Linked DNA regions of Mus musculus: region 1 is linked to region 2. Evidence: chromatin contacts called from public Hi-C data. All regions are on one chromosome and are shown on one strand. The core of a region is the stretch at or near the end of the contact, and the rest is flanking DNA. Distances in the headings are between cores, read along the strand shown.

Region 1 (7,878 bases), core at 1,598-4,097, 85 kb after region 2:
ATGACCTCTATCTATTCAGCCAGATCTGCAAATTGCCTGCAGCTTTCCTTGGCAGACAGCCCAGTTCCTGACTTAGTTCTTGAGTTACTATTATATCTCCAGTGTCTCTGTTATACTTCAGACATTGCTCTCTCCAGGGCTGTCTATGGGGTCCTGACCCTAATATTCATTGCCTGCCCTCCAAAGCTTTGTATGACCAGGACCCAGTAGTCTTTATTATGTGTGTCTGCAAAACATGTGCTTTCTGAGTGCTGTTATGATCTGTTTCCAGATTCAATTGCAGCCAGGGTACCTTGGGCCTAGGTGTCTCATCACAGGGAAAATTTCTTTGATGCCCTAGAGGTACCCAGAGCTCTCTTTTAAAAGTAAAGTTTTTGTACCCTTGAGCCAATGATGAGTGGAGTCTGGGCAATTCCTGAGATGCCCTCAAGTTGTCTTTCCTAAGCTACTCAAGTGCTTTTGAACATCCTTGATATCTTTCTCAGCTGTAATTTCATTGGCCTCAACTTAATCTCTCCCTTTCTACAAGTTGTCTAGAGCCTCTGCTCTGCTTTTGTTCCCAGTTCTTGCTGTCAGCCTTGCTAAACACAGCTAGCAACAACCATGCTGCAGTCTGAGTGATGAGCTCCCTCAGGCCAATCATCCCATTGATTTTAAACTCCACCTATGACAATGTCTCTGGACACAGGCAAATATAAATAAATGCACTGCCAGAATATACATGAATGCTGCCAGGCTGAGTTCCCATTGTGTCCTCATCTACACTTGACAGTAGTATTTGCATCTCTATCAGGTTTTGATCCAAACTCCCACTAGACTGGCCTGTGAAGTCTGACTACAGCCTTGTAGGGCTTGTCTAGTACACATTTCCATACCTTTCCAAATTCCTCTTATAAGCTGATTCCACAGACACCTAGACCATGTCATCAGGGAGAGTCACCTAGGTGACTACTACATTTTGAACACAGATTTCTACCCCCCCATACATTTCAACTGTTTACCTAGTTCTGGAATGTAGGCCCCCTGCACATACCAATCCCCTCCTGTCCCCTCCACAGGTCCCTAGACCCAGGAAAAAAACCACAAACCTGAGCAGGCCTGAGCAGGAGATCACAGCTGTCTCCCATAGCAACAGCCAATAAGGAGAAACCTGTTTTTTTTTTTTTTTTTTTTTTTTGCTTAAAGGGGTCAGGTGGTCTTACTTATAAGTGACTCAGCAGTCATGAAGGGTGACCTTTGTGACCACTTTGTAACAGTCTCCTTCTGTTCCTGCCAGAAAAATAAGTTTGAAATACTAACCAATCAGAATGTGGAAAATTGTGTCCCATATAAAAACCTTACCTCCTCAGAGCTCAAGGCTCTCATTTTGCTTCCATTGCTTTGGAGACAGGGAGAGTCCTTACTCGAACTTGTGATAAAAGACCCCTGTGTGCATCAAATCGGCTCCTCGGTGGTCTTTGGGGTTTCTGTAATCTGGGCATAACACAATGACCCAGTTTCTCAGTGAGAACTCACACCAAGTACAATAACTTTAGGGAGGAAGATCTGTTTTGTCTTAGAGTTTCAGTTTATTATATGGCAGGGCGGGGGTGTTAGATCAGAGTAGTTAATATCATGGTGGCTAGGTGGGAGTGGGGGAACACTTTCTTTTTATTTTATTTTCCTCTTTGATTCCATTTGCACCTTCGGACTGTGGGATGGTGCCACCCACGTGGAATAGATGTTTTCTCTCAGTTAATTCTCTCTAGAAACACCTTCACAAAGACACCCAGCAATGTGCTCTATGGGTTTCCTAGGAGTGCCTCAGCCCATCAAGTTGTCAATCAAAATGAACTATCACATACCCCAGAGAATGTATGTAGGTAACTCCCAGTGCCTATCTGTCTGGACCTCATTCAAAGTCTTGTCTCTTGAGATTGCAAGAGAGTCCCCAACATTCCCCGACTCAGAACTTTTGATGTCAAGAAAAGGCTTGGGATAAGGGGTTCTATTATAACAGTTTTCTGGATTTACTTTCATGGCAGGGTACAAGATGTGTTTCTGCTTGGGTCTCAGCTAGATGCACACTCTTGGTATGGGGAGTGGAGTCAGGCCTACTCAAAGAATATAGTCTGAGACTGAGCAAGGAACAAGTCTCCTTAGAAAAATGGGAATCTTATTTTCAGACTAGGAAAGATACTGGCAGGCAAAAACAACAGATGTCTACCCCAGATGCCAACAAGAGTCAAAATCATACAAATGAACCAAGCATAGCTATGCACTAGTTTCTGGATTGTGCCAGGAGAGGGTCACATCTACCCAAGGAGACACTACTTACATGGCAACAGTTCAGACCACATTCTCCAGGAGAATCTTTTCTGATAAATGGCTCAGGGCCTTGCTGGCTTTGCTGCAGCACCGAAGGAAACTGATCCTTTCCAGTCTTTGCCACAGGCACTCTGTTCTAGAAGACAGTTCTATAGCAATGACAATCTCTGAACTATCTTTTCTGCCCTCACAAGCTTGGGTGGCATTCTCACCCATGCTACCTGGATCCTGGCACTCCCATATATCCCTGTCTGTGCTACATGGTAATCAGAGAAGACCACTTAAACATTGGTATCTGGTGAACATGTCCATCAAAACAGCCTCATTTTATAAAAGGAGACAGGAGACCCTGTGGCATGAGTGGGTGCCCAGTGTAGTAAGAAGGACATTTCAAGTAGAAGGGAAGAACCAAAATATTTAAAAGGAAGGAGGAAAAAGAACACTCATTCATTACAAGAGCAACCTTTATTAAAAGAGCTCACAGAGCTATGACATCACCCATATGCCCAGCGCTGATGAAGACAACACCAGATGGAGTCTGAGAGCCAGAGCAGAGCTGCGGGCTAATTATCAAAGTCTCTCCATCCCCAGGATAACAGTCCTGGCAGGCCATGATGACTGCTGCCAGCGGAGAGAAAGAAATTACCCAGGTTGATGCTGCTTCCAAATAATTGATAATTTGCCTAAATGAACAAATCAAGTAAGATTTAACTGTTGGCTGGAATTGCCACCCAGCAGCAGCAAAGTATCTAATTGCCCCAGCACCTCACATGGCTGTCCATGTGTGTTCTCCTCCCCATCCTCCCCCCTTCTTTTTCTAAACCAAGTATAATTGTTTAATGGCATTGATGGGGAATAGACTTGGACATTATAAATGACACTGTGACAGGACTGTCAGCTGGTGACAGCCCACTGACAGCCCCTGTGAGAAATTAATCATTTGAGATGCTTCGTGATTTGCTCATTTAATGGTGCAAATAACATTGTGGTTTCTAATCACACACCATCTTTCACTTAAAGAATCCCTGTCTCTTCCCCAGGAGAATTTGGTTGTTTTCCTTTCAGCGATGGGTGCCGACTGGGGTTAAACTTTGGGACTGTTTGGTGGTAGTTCATCTCAAGGAGCAAGGAGACATTTTCTCTGGGGAAACTCTCACTGGAGCGGCGTCTGAATTTAGTTTTCCTCCCTTGCTACTTGTTTAAGAAGGCTTTCAAGGGGGAGACCTAACCTGTTGGGACAGATGCTAATGAAGATAGAGGGCTAAGGAAGCAGCATAGCTATTTTTAGCTGGGTAATGGGGAGTAAACGGGGCCACCCTGTGATATGCTAAGAGATGCCTCACTCATTTCTGCTGGAACTCCCACATTGTCTGCTGGGCAGACATCTGTTAATTGCTTTCTCTTGGACTTCATTTGACATTTAGAGAAATAGAAGGAGACTGCCTAACCATCCCCCTCCCAAAAACCTAAATGGTGTCTCTGTGGAGTTTTGAAGCCAGGGAGGAAAGGAGGCCAGGTGAGTTTGAAGCCTGCTCTCTGCTGAGGTGTACAGAGCGAGCATTGAACACGATGTGCCTAAGGCGCTCTGACCTGGTTTGGTGGATGCCTGTGTGGCTCCAGGCAGTCAGAGGCACAGAAGTTTCTCCCAGCTGCATTGTCTGGCTCTACATTTGGTCAGAGCATGTGCTTAACTCTACTCATCTGCCATGCATGCATTCTAACCTGGAAAATAGTGTCTTAAGACACTGCAAAGAGAGAAAATATACTCAATGTCAACATGTGCTTCTCTGAAAATGACTGTATGTAACTAACACAGTACCACATGCAATGGCAACCTAAGACAAAAACATAACAGATTTTCCATTTTAGAACAAAATGACTTCTTCTGCTCATTGTGCCACCATTAGTGTTAGCTTAAGGAGTAGCTACTGACACCCAAGAGTAAAGGTCGAGAGGTTGTAGTTTCTTTGTCTCCTCTAACCTATGCTCACCAGCACTAAATTGCTTTTGGGTAAGTAGACATAGGTGTGTACTGTGATCAATGGCCACTGGGTGGCAACAAAGGTCCTCTTGGACTGTCAACTGGAAGTGACTGACAAGGGAAATGTGCCCGCCTTTTGGTGTCACAAGGACTATGGGAAGCCTGGAAACACCTTTATAAATGCTGTTCACATGCTTACAATTTTACCCATGTTTGCAACCACCTTGTGAGTCTCACAGAATCTAAGGAGTTGATTTCCCAGAGGCAAAAGCTGATGGAGCTGAGATGTAGCACAACCACAGTTGTGACAGATGAGGGTGCTGAGTTCTTAGACACAGCAGTGCACCATATGGTGAAGTCTCTACACTTCTAGTTTGGAAAGTCAAACGTTTAAAACCTATGCTTATCCTTCCCTGAGATCTGAAGCTTTCTTCATTGCAAGATGAAGAAAAAGGACATGGGGGCAGGGGAGAGGGGGGACAATTTTACTAAGGTAAATAGAGCCTTCAAGTTGGAGAATTTATGACTATCTAGTCTAGGCATCTGTCCAACCCTCTCTCAGGCACAGCTTTGAAAGTCGTTATATGGTCTCTGCTGGGCCATCTCTTGCCTGTTTTCCCGCAGTTACCTTCTGTTCCACAAATGAATTCAGAGGGAGCAGGCTGGGTATGTGGCTTAGTGGTGGGCTCTTGTCTAGCATGCACAAGGCTGTGTTTAGCCTTTAACATATCAACAAGAAAACAGTAGAGTAATACAAGACCCCAAAAGAGGGAGAGGTTATAAACATTCACAGCTCCCATCTTTGAGAAGAATTCTAGAACACTCTATGAGATGCCACATGACTGGGCTGTGGGGCCTGCACATTGGGTAAAATGTTCTGGGTGCTTCAGCATGAGATTGATATTTGACTGACTGAGCCAGATGACATACATCTGGGGCTCAAGCTATCAATTGAAGGTATGCACAAAGCATTAAGAAACAGCTCCTTCCTGTGTTTAAGAGGAACTCCTTGCCTGACACCTCAGAATCTGGGATATTATCTTCACATTCAACATGAACTACTGGTTATCAAACTGCTGGTGTTCGTACTAGAATTGAGACCATCAACTCTTAGGCTCTCTAGCAGGCATCAGCCTCTATGGTTACACAAGTCATCTCCTTATAACAGATCTCCTTGTGTCGATGTCTTTACCATCCTGTTGATTACATGTAGATGCAGTCATATTCACACACATGCATACACATGTGTGCATATATACCTAAAGAGAGGGAGAGGGAGGGGAGGGAGATAGATAGATAGAGGCAGATAGATAGATAGATAGATAGATAGATAGATAGAGGCAGATAGATAGATAGATAGATAGATAGATAGATAGATAGATAGATAGATAGATATGGGTGATAGTAGAGTTCTCAGCTCTGCATCTTTGTATCTGGTTCTGTGGCTGGACTGAGGTGCAGACATCAGATCAGTGGACTTTTGTGTTGGCTCTACTCCATCTTTCCTGTTTTGTCTTCTTTGTAAGTCTCAGAGTTCCCTTATTTTTAATGGTAATAATTATAAATAATCACAATGAGGATAATTATGAGCTCCATATGATGCAGACATGTTTCTTAGCACAGTGTTTAGCAATCAGTTAAGTGTCTGTTAGCTTTGTTAGGCAGCCTTTGATTTCTGTCAATCTGTTATCAACAATGTCAGTGAAATAAGTTATTCCGTCTTTTTCACAAGTGGAAAAACTCTAGACTAGAAAAGAGGAATCTCTCTCTCTCTCTCTCTCTCTCTCTCTCTCTCTCTCTCTCTCTCTCTCTCTCTCTCTCTCCTCTCTCTCCCTTCTTGGAAGGGAAGTGTGGGGTCAGAAAGGAATAAGGGTGACACTACCTGTGGGTACATTACCAAGGCTTGGGTACACAGTAAGCACTATAGGTCATGTCTATTGAGCTGGGTTGAGAGGTGGGAGCTGTGAATAAAATGTCTGGGTAGCTTCTGATGCAAGGCCTCAGGGGAGCTCAGCCCATGGGGACAGTGGCCATTTCTGAGGTGACAGTTCTCAGCTTCCTCAAACAGATGCAGAGAGGTGGCGTGCAGATTGCCAGGAAAAGGTTTTACACATAGGAGGCAACATAGCAGTATCTTGACTCCATGGTTGGCTTTGTAACCTCTCTCAGTGTTAAAGTTCTTCCTTAGAAGGAGAACAGTGTCTCTGATGGACACAGACATTCTCAGGGAAGTGTCTGCTCTTGTTACAGTATGCTGGTAGAGACTCAAACATCAAGGTTGAATGTGCAGCCTGCCAAGTGTCCTCCCTGCCCAAGTGTTGATCCTTCTCATTTGTCTCATGTTTAGAGAGAGTTTGTGACATCTCTGTGGTCTTATGTTGCTGACTCCTCTCAAAACACAACAGAATCCTATTCATGTATACAACTCAATAGTAAGACAGTTCCAGAATCCATGCTTCTGTCTGAGGCCTGGCTCCGGAGACTCTAAGGTCCTGATGACACAAGCTGAATCCATATTTAACTTACCCTCCTAGGTATGTAAGGCTCACCTTTCTCCATCAGTGTACTCAGGGCAGGCCATGTAATAACACATGACCACTGCCCTCTTCCAGGGTCTCCGTTCTCCATTCTCTCTCTCTCTCTCTCTCTCTCTCTCTCTCTCTCTCTCTCTCTCTCCTCCCCCTCTCCCCTTCCCCCTCCTCCCTCTCTCATAAAATAGCTCTGTTAAAATCCTCCCAGGATTTTTTGCTTGTGCCTTTGACCCCCATAAAGAATACACTTCTCACTGTCCTCAGCATGCCAGATACAGTGCTACTTCTCGAATTCTGTGTCCCTGTCTGCCTGCCTGCTTGATTGCCTGCTTGCCTGCCTGCCTGCCTGTCTGTCTGAAGTTATGCCACCCCTCTGTCCTGCTTTTTATGCTTGCTCCAATCTTTTGCTCCTGCATTCATCAGGCTGCAGTGATTGAGTTTGGTGCCTCTCCCCTTTGCTGCTGCTGCTCATCTCTTATCTATCCCACAGTAACTAGAGCTGGATGCTGAGAGCTCACATCCTGAACTGTAAGCACAAAGCAGAAAGAGTGAACGGGAAGCAGAGCAAGCAGTTATATTTCCAAAGCCTACTTCTGGTGACATGCTTCCTCCAGCGAGGCCTCACACCTTATACCTCCCCAGTCAGCACCAGCCCATGGGGACTAAGTGTTCAATACTGGAGCCTACAGAGTGGGGGGCATTCTCATTCCAACCATCACACATGTGTGCTTTGTAAAAGTCACTGGCCATCGCTCCATATGGGCCACTGATGAAGTGTTCCAGCTGACCTGCTGAAGCTGGTCTAGACCTTTTGCACTTGTAGCCTCCTTCACCCAAGACATTTCTATGCTATCCCAGATGTATGAAAAAGGCTTACAAATCAAACACTGACTGATTTTAAAAATTAATTAACTTTACATTAAAATAATTCTTTGGTATACATATAATTTTATCATTTATCAAACATTAAATTTGCACACTAAAGATGGATATACTTTTTATTTTTATATAAAGGGTTAAATCATGTCTAAATATCTGACACTGTAGGCATATCACATT
Region 2 (7,239 bases), core at 1,195-3,694:
ACAGGGATGAGATTTGAACCAATGCAGTTGGTGCTTCAAGGGCTTTGGGCAGGAATACCCCCCCTCACCCAATATTCAGGCGCTCTATTCTCATATTTGGTTGGAATCTCTTTCTTCTTTACAGAGAATTTCCACAAAGGAGGTCTCCCCTTTTTGTTGCATTTGGGAGTTAGTGCCTTCTGCCCAGGCTGGCTCCTAGAGGTTGATTACGGTGGCTACTGGTCATGTGAGACTTGCAATTCTGGGGTCAATACTGACATGAAAGCCCCTGCTATTGATTATAGAATCAGTATTAGGACCTCTCTCAGATTCCTCTCTAGTCTTTTTCTTTCTATTTTCATGCACACACACACACATTTGCAAGTATACACATACAAACATCTTTCTAATGAAGGAAGACAATGCAGTCTTTTGAAAGGCCAGTGTCTAGACAGAGTTATTGCAGGTAGAGATTGGGACTTATTAATTATAGCAGATTATTTTCTGCCCATTTCCATATTTATGACTTGTCTTGGAAAGCCTTGGGTTTTTCAGAAGCCTTTTTAAGTATCAAGAAGGGACTTTGTACCCGTTTTGTATTGGCCCTTAAAAGGAGGATTCTGCATCTGAAGGGTGAGGGGTAGGCATGGCCCATCCATTTCTAGGCTTCTCAGCATGGAGGCACACTCTTTCCTGGAACTCTGCTCCTCTAAACCCAACCTTGACCTAACAAGAAATGCTCTCCTCCCCATCCCTACTCCCTAATGCTTAAGAGACAGCTCCAGCATGCTAAACCAATCCCCAACCTCATCTCCAGGGGATTCTACTTTCATAGGCAAACTACTAGATTTCTCTGGGGCCCAGATAGATTTCCATGAGTAGACCTCTAGCAATGAGTGAACAGAAGAAATGAGGATACAGATTCCCTATAAAAGACCTGAGACTCTATCCCCAGGGCAGTAGGATGGAAGAACTGAGTGAGGAAAACCAGCTCACACTGGTGGCTAACTGGAGAGCCTCACATACGATTTCAGATCTGAAATATCCTTCAGACTCCTATGAGTAAGCCTGGGTTCTCAGTTGGTGTTGTATGAGAAATGATTAGATTGGAAGGGCCTAATCTCATCAATGAATTAATCTGTTCAGAGTTTCATTGCTAACTTCATAGCTAAATGACTATTAGTGGGGGGCATAGTTGGGTGAAGTGGGTCACAGAGGTGTTGTACCTTTAAAGGGTCTTCCTTGTTTCTAGCCCCTCCTGTCTGCATCTCTTGCCCTTGCTCTCTCGGTCTGAACCACAGTGGATGAGTGGTTTTGTTTCATCCAGTGCCCCTCAGATGATCAACCTCACTTTGTGTCTGGAAACAATGCAGTGAACGGACAGGTCTCGGAAACCACGAGACATACGAATCTTCGGTTGTTTTCCTCTAGCACTTCGTCACAGTGATGGAAACTGGGCTATCACCATGGCAGAAGAATCCAATCACTTAGGGTACATGAGCATTATTGAGAGTTAGGAAAGAAAGAAACAGAAAGGCAGCTTTGTGGAATGTTTACTGGGGGACAGTGAATGAGGCCACTGAGAATGTTACTGTCCTTTGATTAAAATAAGATTCTCTGAAACATGACAGAAGTTGGTTCTTTAACTGTGATGTTGCAGTAGGGATGACGTTCTCAGATGAAATTAAGACACCTATTTCCTCAAACATTAAATTTGACTCCATAGTTGTGATCTGGTGGGAATAGAGGAATTTTTCTTTAGTGTACCAACCGTGGGGCAGGTAGGGGTAGTATTTGTACAGCTGCAGGGGTCAGTCATACATGGAATCTGTCAGACCTGAGAGACCTACTTCTGTCCTACATCTGTGTGGGACCCGGATGATTTCCTGCTGGCCTCTCTGGAACCTGGTCTTCTAGTGTTCAATTTGTGATACTGCAGATATACATGTCTGAGAGAAAGATCTAGCCCTGCATCTTGGCTAGCTTGGCCAAGGATAGCAAACTGTGAGCCAGGAAGTAAGAATTTGACATTCCCCTTTCAAACTAGCCCCTATGAAGAGTGCACATGCTGGGACGAGAGGCTCCCAGAAAAAAATCACAACAAAGTAAATGGAGTGTCTGGATGCAGGTGACTCAGTTGACACAAGCAGAGCCAGGAACTCTGCAGGAAGGTGGTTAACTCTGGTGAGAGCCCATCAACGCCCCGTAAATACTAGGGCCTCTTCCAGGTATCTGCAGTTTTCCGTGGCACACCGGTCTTGGTGGAGCACTGCAGATGCCACCAGAGCTGCTGCAATACTGTGGTCATGTGGGGACAGAGGCACAGACAGCCACTGAGTGAGTTGATGAAGTCTGGGCAACACAAGTTTATTCTATTTCTGGGCTTCCTTTCCACACGGCTCAGGGAAAGCTGTTGTTATTTCACTGAGTGAGATGGGGGAGAAGAAACAAGTTAAGTGTCAGCTGCACAGCGTAGTCTTGAAGAAGGTTGGCAGGAGGCAGCAGCCGTCCCAGCTGTACCACCGACACTCCAGTTCTCCCACTTGGAGTTGGGCTTCAGTGGATAGACTGTTTGCCACGTGTCTGCCTTTCCTGGCTCATGTTTCCCAACAGCCATAGATAACTTGGATGAAGTTATTAGTGGATCTGATTGTCTGCCTTCAACACTGTGTATAAACAGGCATGCTTATCTGTGTGGCTTTCTGGCTACCATTGTAAGGATAGGTAGAGAGAAGGTCTTTATTCGCTAGCCAAATATGGCATCCTGCTGTCCTTTTGGAGCAATGTGGCTTTGTCCTGGATCTTTTGGCATGAATTCTTCACAGGCTTTCAGATGTGTCAATTTTAGCAGGGAATTCTGTGGTAGATTTGGCAGGCAGAGAATAAATCAGAGGTCTATACCCTGACTGTTAAGGAGAATAGGAGGCTAATTACCAAGATTGCAAGCTCATTAACAAAGCCACAAGCCACAGAATCAGAGGTAGAGGGCACACACTCACTGTTAGTGGGACCTTATTGGTGAGAATTGCACTTTGTTTCGAGGACTTGGTAGCATGTTTTAAGGCTGGGTCAGGGTCTGCACAAACACACACACACATAAGCCCCAGTGTCTACCAGGACTTTCAGAACAGCCTCATAGCAGGCTCCCTGGCATTTTGGCATTGCTGTGGTGATATTTGGTACTGGCTTGTGAAATACAAACCTGCCCTACAAAGGCCATGCTCCTGTCAGACCATGTGAGAACCCAACATGTCCCTATTGGGGATGGGTAATTATGGAGGCCAGACTCACAGGACCCAAGGCGAGCTTTCTGTTATCCTGTGCTTTCATGTGCATTTGAAGGAGACACTGAAGTTGCATAGCAACCAACACATTTCTAGATCATGAGGAGCTCTCCAAGGCACCGATGACACAGACTGCCCGATGGCAACTAGGTTGAGACAGGAGGATGCCACTCTCCTGAATGCTTAAGGCAGGTGTTGGACATCTGTGTCTCTGCTGGATTCCATGTCTCCCAGAAGGCTCAATCAGAAGCTAGACTTTAAACCTCACCCCGAGACACAGAGTAATTACAGGGTGGGTGTGCTTTTAAGCTGGAGACAGGGGAATGAGTTTTAAAGAGGGAACGTGAGATTTCTCGATTTAGTTTACTTGAAATACCTGGTAAAGAGTTTCAGATTCTAAAATAGATGGTAGCTGACATTTGCTTAAGTTTAGAGGATGATGTAGCTTTCTTGGTCTCTGAAAAAGAGTAAAATCTACTTTAGACTCCCACCAGCCAACTTCATAGCAACATTTGGGGCTGTGAGGATGAATCTGAGGCAGGGACTGGACATTTGTGGAATGCCGGGAGCCTGGAAATCAAGCTGTGGCATGCTCCTCAGCTGAGACATTAGAATATTGTTAGGGCCCTCCCACCCCAACCCCTGTGGCAGCTCCGGTCTCTGTACAGCTCCTGCTTGCTTGCCTCAGAAACAACACACTCTGAGCCTGCAAGGAAGCTTTACATTCTTCTGAAGAGAATGCTCCCCGCCCCCCATTGTGATGAGTAAATCAAGTAGGGGTTAGGCCATGTGATGTGGAATTTTGATTTTAAATCATTTCTGACATAGTTCTAAGATAAAAGCTCCCGAGAAAGGGACCCTTGCATTGAGACACAACCTCACTGCCTGGCAGCAGCAGCAGAGAAAAATCAGAAAGAAAGCTTTGGAGCCTTTCCAGTCTCTGCCTTGCTGTTTATGTGGTGGCTATCGATTCTCTAGAAGAGGACTCATACTCTGGGCAGCAAGGAGCTATATTTATGTTAACCCGTGCACTTGATACCTCCTCACTGAGAACAATGAGGCCCATCTAACCACGAGAGGACCACACATCTGCATTTAACTGGGCTGGCCACAGAGACAGTCCGGTGTCAGTGCCTGGAGCAGGGGAACTTTGGAAGGGAACCAATTCAGAGTGCAAACTAAGAAACTGAGACTTGGGTTCTCAGGTTGGGGTGCAAATCACAGAGGACAGATTCTCTGCCAGTTGCATGTGGGCTCTCCTAGGGATGATAAGAGATGCTGTTGGCTCAGGCGCGCCACCTTGTGCTAGGACTCTGCTATCACCGTTGGCATTTAGTGGCAGATGGGGGGAGGGGGATTGTTAACATCGAGAAGAGTGGAACAGTAGTAAGGGGTAGTGAGGGAGTGGTGTGGGGTTGGGGAGAGAAGAGGTGGTAGGAAGGTTACAGAGGGAGATGGAAGTGAGAGAGGTGACAGTGGGAGGGATGGTTGTGAGGGGATGGTAGTAGGGGTGGCAAGTGGGGGGGGGGCAGTAGCAATTAATCTGTTTTTTCCTGTTCCATTTTTTCTTCTTTTCTATTTTCCTGTCTCAACTGCCTCAGCTCCCCTCTCTCCACCTGTCTCTTTGGACCTAAATAGATTTCTCTTTTCTGTTTGGAAACCACACATTATAACTATCTACACATTGTCACCAAAACCAATTTGTGCAAACTAACAGGCTTATCAGTGCCACTGAAATGAGATTAAAACTGCTTCCAGTGAAACAGATAAAAACCAGATGAATGAAGCCTGCTAATAAGACATTAAAGATAATGAGGAGAATGACTAACCGGTTGATACAGTGAGCAGTTACGAGAGCCCGCTGCTCAGGATCAGTAAACTGCTCAGAATCAGTAAAAGAATCCACCTTTAATTCCCCTTTGTCATCGAGATATGATCACATTCGCATCATCATAGTTTGGTTACTATTTATCTGTGAGAGCAACATCACACCTTTCTCTAAAGTGCTTACGGGTGGGGAGAGTAAGAGAAAGGAGAAGAAAGACAATTGCTTTGGGGATAAAGCTCTTATTCCTGCTTTTTTAAGACTGGAGGGGGATGTTTAATACCTTGTTTATGTTTGTGTGTTGGTTGTGCAGGCACACTCTTTCATTTGTTTCACCTCTGAGAGGGGCCAGCTCATAGCCAGCCTGCTTTACATTACACAGTTAGCTAATTATCACATTAACAAGCCACATGAAGACAATCTGAAAATTGCATTTCTGTTAGTAACATCTTGGGCCATGGTCACTGTAACCCTGGTGTCTGGCTTTGCGTTGCTGTGGAGAGCCTTTCCTCTATCCTGCAGCTGAGTAGATGGATCTTCCTGCCTCACTGGGTATGAGTTAATGGGGAGGGAGTGTGGAAGAGAGAGAAGTCATTTACCATTCAGTTAGAGCTTTCCCAACCATATTCAGTTAGAGCTTTCCCAACCATATGATATGCAGGCTCAGTGTTGTGCTCCCTGAAGGAAGGCAGGTGAAAAAGAACTCTGCTCTGCCCTCAGGGGCAGGAAGGGGAATAAACAGAGACTAGATGACAGGCGGACAAGTCCAGGGACTCTGTGATTATAGGAAGCACCACAGACGCCTGGAGGAGGGAGCTGCTCTCCAGAGGAGCCAGGGAAGGCTGCTCAGAGGAAGAATTCTTTGATGTGGGTATGAAAGGAAGAATGGGCTTTGCTAGAGGGAGAAGTGGTGTAGGGCAGAGATGGAGTAATTGCACAAATAGCCATGAACGGCCCTGCTGTGTTGTGGGAAGAAATGCTCGGGGAGGGGGGGGGGGGAACCTGGGAACAGCTGAGAAAGGAGGCCAGCGAAGAGGCTAGAGGCCCATGTTCCATGCTGATCTTTCCACATTTATTCTTAACAGTCAGGCTCACTCTGATCAAACCTGTTGTGAATGGATTAAAGGCAGAAATGAGTGGAGTCAGAAGGAAACCCAAGCCTGAGCCCTGAGGTAGCAAGAAGTTACCCCACTTAACTTTTGACAGGCTGTACCATCTCTACTAGCTTGCACCTTTGAGCTGAAGTTTTAGCGTTTGCTAGCCCAGGATACCCTCAGACTTTCTGGGATTACTGGAAAGTTTAGGTGTAATGCCAAGCCCAGATCCCCTATAGACTGTAGTTGGCTACAGTCACTGTAATGCCAAGCCCAGATTCCCTGTAGATGTCCCTGGCTCTGTAGTTCTTCAGAAGTTCTGCTGTGGACAGGGATTAGAGTAGGATGCTGATGGTCACAGCTAGTATGATTGTGTGTGCCCTTGCTGCTAGATGGGGAAATTGCACAAACAGCCAACAGTAGTTGGAGAATCACTACAGCATGTAGGGGACAGAGGAAGTCCAGAGTGAAAGCACATATTGGAGAGAGACACTTCCTGTCTTCAAGATGCTTTGCTGAGTGAGATGGAACTTATACATTATATAAGAGAGACAGCAAGTTAGGGGTAACCCTCATCTCAACCATCTTTCAACAGCTGTAGTGGCTCAAAACTGATGAGAGACTGCACCATTCCCAGAATGTTGGCCCCTTGAAGATGGAGATGCAGCCACTGTTGTTCAGAACTCATCACAATAAATATGTATTGAATAAACCTATTAGACATGAAGTAAACCAAGAAAGCAACGGCAATATTAGCCTAGTGGTAGGCAAGAGCAAACTATGCAGATATGTCCTTCTTTCCAGTCCTCTCATCAGCTAATATTTCTCTCATTCAACATTTAACAAAAATGTTGCAGGAATACTTCTAAATATGCCGGACATCTAGTTGACACAGTCATAGTATGAAGGGCTTAATATCCTGTGGGAAATGACTAGAATGAGCCTTGTTCCCAGCTTTCAACCTGGTAACAAGAGACAATTGTGTCTTGTGAAGGCTACCAAGTATAAGCACACATTTCTATTGCACCCCATGTCATTCCAGCTGAAATATAAATGA

Evidence for each region. A called contact is a pair of places that touch in the nucleus more often than the background predicts.
Region 1: a contact with region 2 is called in a Hi-C map of cortical neurons, with 2.2 times the contacts expected there. The contact joins two enhancer-like sites. A contact is called at or near these places in 1 of 39 promoter capture datasets (hippocampal neurons), 11 of 484 Hi-C or Micro-C datasets (3T3-L1-derived adipocytes, the HPC-7 cell line, cerebellar granule neurons and 8 more) and 3 of 115 datasets of contacts at active chromatin or transcription factors (embryonic basal ganglia, embryonic stem cells and neural progenitor cells).

What each region holds. Positions count from the first base shown.
Region 1 is chr1:193,669,039-193,676,916 of GRCm38.p6, forward strand. All of the region lies in intron 1 of Gm31870 (a long non-coding RNA gene), which reads left to right. Among named protein-coding and RNA genes, the nearest start is that of Gm31870, 17 kb to the left of the region's middle. Within about 2 kb of position 2,848, at least 21 of the 459 cell types and tissues checked have an H3K27ac peak or open chromatin away from gene starts, as enhancers often do. A contact at or near this core is called in cortical neurons and forebrain, where this site is marked.
Region 2 is chr1:193,584,672-193,591,910 of GRCm38.p6, forward strand. No RefSeq gene overlaps it. Among named protein-coding and RNA genes, the nearest start is that of Gm31870, 67 kb to the right of the region's middle. Within about 2 kb of position 2,445, at least 42 of the 459 cell types and tissues checked have an H3K27ac peak or open chromatin away from gene starts, as enhancers often do. A contact at or near this core is called in cortical neurons and forebrain, where this site is marked.